Linked DNA regions of Ovis aries: region 1 is linked to region 2. A link is a contact called in public Hi-C data. All regions are on one chromosome and are shown on one strand. The core of a region is the stretch at or near the end of the contact, and the rest is flanking DNA. Distances in the headings are between cores, read along the strand shown.

Region 1 (2,700 bases), core at 121-2,620, 46 kb before region 2:
AAGGGACTCTCAAGAGTCTTCTCCAAAATCACAGTTCAAAAGCATCAATTCTTCAGCTCTCAGCCTTCTTCACAGTCCAACTCTCACATCCATACATGACCTTTGGGAAAACCATAGCCTTGACTAGATGGACCTTAGTTAGCAAAGTAATGTCTCTGTATACATTCTACCAACAGGAAGTCTTCTTCCACTGCTGCCCTGGGGTCTTGTTGAACAGTGTAGGCAGAGTTAGAAGTCAGGGACAGGCAGTCCAGTGCTTAAGACTCTGAGTTTCCACTGCAGGGGGTAGGGTTTGAGCCCTGGTTGGGGAACTAGGATCCCATATACCATGTGGCCGAAAAAAAAAGAAAAAGCCAGGGACAAGTTAATGGGGGCCTGAGAGGACCAGAGCCTGGAGGTGTGCATGGGAAAGATTCAAGCACCACTTTAGAGACAAGGCATGTGGGACTTCAGGACCAATTAGGTGGAGGATTGAAGGAGAACCTGAAGATTGATGTCCAAGAAAGAATAGGGTTGGGGAGAAGACGAATTTAATTTGGGATATCCTCAGTGTAGGGAATCTCTGGGCATCCAGGGATACAATCAGACCCCTCAATCTGCCACTTTCCCCTCATCCTGAATTCTCCATCATAGGGATGAAGCAATCTAGTCCCCACAGATGTAGATTTACAATGTAAGGGTTAACATGTGACTTTCCCTTAGGAACCATATTTCCAGTTAGCAAGAGAGTACCACCTAGCCAATGTTAATCAAGAGAATGGCTTTCCTATAGCGAGATTCCCAGCAATGGGAAGGGCAAGTGGGGGACCTATTTCCAGGTAAGAAGGTCTTGCCAGCATCCCTAAAATTACATTGCGGAGGCTACAACTAAAGCTCTCGTAGTGAAGAGACTGCTGTGGAAAGTTCACCTTCATTCCACAGAACCCTGTTCACACCATAGAAGAAGGGATCTTCCTCTTGGACAGGATTCTGCTCTCTTGGGCCGGGGTGATGGACAACCAATGCCACAAAGCTCTGGGGTCACTGAGTTCAGGTCCTGGCTCCAGCAGTTACTGGATATATAACCTTGGGCACAGCGTTTTACCTCTCTAGGACTGATTCTGACATTCATTAGACAGGGCCTTGAAACACTTGCTGTTCCCCTGGGGTGGTTGTGAGCTGGGGTTTCAAGGAGATGGCTGCAACAGACACGACTGCATCCGTCATCCTTACCACCGCCACCATTTATCTCAGTATCTTTCAACACCCAATTCACTTGGAGAAGCCTAATTTTCTCCCTGTTCATGGACTATTAGCTGCTCTGACAACTTTAGGTGATGAAAAGCCACCATTCGGTAGAGCGCGCTGTGCCCCTCAACAGCCTGCAGGGGGCAGCATCGGGCAGCGTAAGGTCTCGCCCGGCTCGCTCGAATAACGTCGGAACAGGTCTGGGAAGGACCACGGAGGTGGCCTTGGAATTCAGACTCCAGCTGACAAAGGACCCGTGATACTCCACGTGGGTCTGACATGCAGCCTCCTGGGGAATCGGGTCTCCGGTGAACAAGGGGGCAGGGAAAGGGTCTTCTGAAAGCATCCCCTGCCCTCACAAATCCAGCCGGGTTTTTCCCAAGCCCACACCAGGCCTGACTGCCGTTACCTTGCAATTTAGCGCTGATCTGACCTCGAAGAAGCCAGACTGAGCCTGCTTCCGTCCTCACAGGGGCCCTGATGCAGATGTCTCAACCCCCATGAGCTAAAGGGAGGGAGCGCCTGACAAGGACAAGGTGGGGTGCCTGCCACCCCTACCCCACCCCCCGCAAAGCATTTTTAGGTTCCCACTCCCTCAGCCCCGGTGGGGAGTACGGAAAAGACAAAAGAAATAAAGGGACGCAGCTCCAACTCTTCCGAGCTAGGAATGTTGTTGAAAATAGATGCAGACGGGAAGGCTACTCAGGATCCCACGTTCCGGTTTCCATCCAGCCTGGCGACGCTGCGTTCCTAAAGCCCAGGAGGCATGTTCAGACCTAACAATTTCCTCTCATTTGTGAGTGTGTTTACCTGGAAAAACAAAGAGGCAGAAGGCTTAGAATCAATCAAAACTGCCCCGAATATGGAGTCACTGTAGGGACAGATGATCCAAGCTGTGGGAATCTGGAGATTCACCGACCGAGGTGGCATGTAGTGGCCAGCCAGTGGGGAGGAACGTGGTCACTCTGAAGAGAGCCCCAGGCCTCGGTGCCAATGGGACCCACTCGATCTCCTACTGACTTTTCTGGGGAGAGGAACTGCTATGTCACCATGACATCACCTCCTTCCAGGAACCACTGAGTCAGCTTGGGGCCTGAGGCTGGACCACTCACTTCCTCCAACCGGGCAGAGGGGGAGCACTCCCCCACACCACCCCCAGCTGGGCCTGTTCCTTCACCACTGTCAGCGGGTCAGCTTGGCGAAAAGACACACCAGGTGGTGCCATCCATGCCCACTTCCACTGGGATTCTCCTGCCATGGAAGAGGGGCCCCCCGTGCAGATTCACAGCTGGTTTGGGGCTGAAGGGCAGGTGTCCCTGGGAGAGGGAGCATGTTTAGCTTTGTCAGTCACATACAGCTCCTTGTAGAGGCTAACTGTGACAGAGGAATCAGGAGGGATTAAGTGAGAGGCAGGTGGGCAATGGCTGAAGTGGGATGGTTCAGAGGAACTCTGTGCCCAGTCACAGCTGAAGG
Region 2 (2,700 bases), core at 115-2,614:
AGCCGGCCGCCAAGCCCAAGGGCAGTCTGTGCCGCCCGGCGGCACCCCCTCGCGCCCGGCGCCGACTGCCTCGGGGGCGTCCTCGCCGCCGGGAGAGGCCCAGCCCTCACGTCGAGACGCCCGCTGCTCAACTTCCTCTCCGCACTGGGACCGCGGGGGCTCAGAAGGCCACGATAGCAGTGCTCCAAGGGTTAATGTCTCTCAGCACCGGCTTATCGCAGCAGATCTGCCCGGGCTCGGCGGCTTCCGGACCGCTCTCCTCTCCCTCCGCTTCCTCCCGGCCGCCCCCGGGGCTTTTCCGTAAGAGTCCCGAGAAGCTGGAACCGAAGATGCTAATGAGGTTAGCCACGTTACCGGTCTCCATCTCCTCCTCCTGCTCCTCCTCCGCGGCCGCCGCCGCCCCGCCCGGCTGCTCCTCTGAGTTCCGGCGGGGTTTCTTGAGCGGGGTCGAGCCGGGCGCAGGGCAGTCCGCGGGGCCGCCGCCCACCCACCCCGCGCCGCGCTTTCTGGCGCAGACGGGGGGCGACGCGGGGGGCTCAGCCGCAGCGGGGCGAGGCGCGCGGCAGCCGTCCACGCGAGGGGCCGCGCTCAGATTGTCCTCATCCCCCGGGGGGCAGCCGCAGGGGCCGCGCGCTGCCTCGGGCCCTTCGGGGAAGACCCCCGAGACTTCGGCGGGACCCCCGGCTCCTCCGACCGCCGTCTCTCGCGGTCCCTCCACGCGGCGCCAGGCAGCTTCCGGCGCCTCCGCCTCTCCGCCCTGAAGAGTGTCCCCGGCGGCCGTCACCGTGGCCGCGGGCTCCGAGTCACCCGCCCTTGGCACTTCTGGGACGGCAGGGCGCTCTGGCTGAGGCTCGGGCTCCGGCCAGGCGGCACGGCCGGCCGGCGGAGGTGGCTCCCCCCAGCCTGCGGGTGGCCCGGCCGCCGACTCCTCGGGCTGCTGCGGCGGCGCTGGGGCCCCCGGGTGGCCGGCCAGGTAGAGGCCGGGGCACGGGTCGCTCAGGTAGACCTGGCGGGCGCTGCGGAGCACCAGCGAGACCAGGAGGTTCTTGTGCAGCTTGATGCCGCCGCGCTGGACCCGCGAGTTGTAGATCTTGCCCAGGGAGATGCTGACGATGCGGTGAGCCTCCAGTTTGAACTCCATCCTACCTCCTCCTTCCCAGGGCTGGCGCGGAGGTGAGGGGGTGAGCCCCAGCCCACGTTCCGAAGCTGAGACGGGAACAAGAAGTGCCAACAAGTTCGCCACGGGGGGTGGACCCTCGGTCTGTGAAGACTCCCGAAGAGAAACGGCTCTGACGACGCGCTCACCAGCCTCCACGCCCTCCCCACTACAGCAACACAGCCAGTTTCGCGTCCGGTCGCTAACTGAAGGCAAGCTGGCCGCCCGGCGCCTTATAAAGCCCTCTCGACAGCCAATCGCGAGAGGCCGCCAACCGTTCCGGGGCCATCGGCGCGCCCTCGTGCGCCTCGAGCGACCAATCAGAGACCGAGGAGGGGCGCCAGGGCTATTCGAACGTTAGTCCCGCGGAGAAGGTTCTTAAAGGGGGAGATGCGCGCGACCGCCTGCAGGCTGTTAGCCCGAGACAGTGCTGCGAGCCCCGGTAATACGGAGAACGGGACAGCTACAGTGTTGTTTGTCCTTAAAGGTGCCTGGCCTGTGCGCTGCTTCCCGGAACCAGAGCGAACTAAACCATTCGAACTTTCATCCGAGTATGGTGGTGGACTTCGTTCGGCAATAAAGCCTCGATCCTTCCTGGATCAGCTCTCCTCCCATTCCCACCCCGCACCACCGTTTCCAAGGCGACATACACCTGTAAGCTCCGCGCAACCTAACGGAAATGGAGACGAAGGCAAAATGCGGCACAGGATTCGCCTAGATAACATACTTGTGCTACAAGATATTTGGCAGATATTAATTTTGGATAAGTCCCTTGCCTCCTAAAGTCACATACACTCTAGTACCTGTCAATTTTAACACCGAAGAAAGAAAACGGGGGTTCTGAAAGTTCCAAAGTTTTTGTCTACTCAGGAAGGTTTTGTGTCTACCTACAAAGTTTTTGTGTCTACCTACAAAGAAGGCAATGGCACCCCACTCCAGCACTCTCTCCTGGAAAATCCCATGGACGGAGGAGCCTGGTGGGCCGCAGTCCATGGGGTCGCTAAGAGTCGGACACGACTGAGCGACTTCACTTTCACTTTCATGCATTGGAGAAGGAAATGTCAACCCACTCCAGTGTTCTTGCCTGGAGAATCCCAGGGACGGGGGAGCCTCATGGGCTGCCGTCTATGGGGTCGCACACGACTGAAGCGACTTAGCAGCAGCAGCAGCAGCACAAAGTTTTTGGTTCTCTATTTAAGCTAGTATTTATCACTTTGTTCTCTAGTTTCTAGAACCAATACAGTTGTAACATCAGCTACAGTGAAAGGTGGTTCACATTCTTGACAACGATTTTTCTTCAACACGAGGACTGACCAATCCACCCTTGGGGAAAAAAAAAACTAACATGTCATAAAAGTACAAATAGAGAAGTCCTGTAATCCCATCATGATGTCATAATTTTATTTTGTGTCAAGGTAAAAATTTAGCGGAAGAGTGTTCCAGAATTTTCTGGTCAGTCGATGACTTAGTCTATTTACTGATCCTTACACCAGAGGGTTGTCCAGGGTCCTAAACTGGGTTCCTGGAGAGTCATTTTGAGTTTG

The links. Hi-C and Micro-C count contacts between places; a contact is called where the count stands out from the background.
Region 1: a contact with region 2 is called in a Hi-C map of hypothalamus, with 2.0 times the contacts expected there. The contact joins the enhancer-like site here to the promoter of IER5 in region 2. A contact is called at or near these places in 9 of 16 Hi-C or Micro-C datasets (blood, hypothalamus, omental adipose tissue and 2 more).

What each region holds. Positions count from the first base shown.
Region 1 is chr12:61,644,096-61,646,795 of ARS-UI_Ramb_v3.0, reverse strand. No RefSeq gene overlaps it. Among named protein-coding and RNA genes, the nearest start is that of IER5, 46 kb to the right of the region's middle. Within about 2 kb of position 1,370, at least 14 of the 54 cell types and tissues checked have an H3K27ac peak or open chromatin away from gene starts, as enhancers often do. A contact at or near this core is called in hypothalamus, where this site is marked.
Region 2 is chr12:61,598,412-61,601,111 of ARS-UI_Ramb_v3.0, reverse strand. IER5 (immediate early response 5) reads right to left here and starts at 1,364. Exons shown (of 1, transcript XM_027975931.2): 1 at 1-1,364. The coding sequence starts at 1,141. The coding sequence ends at 161.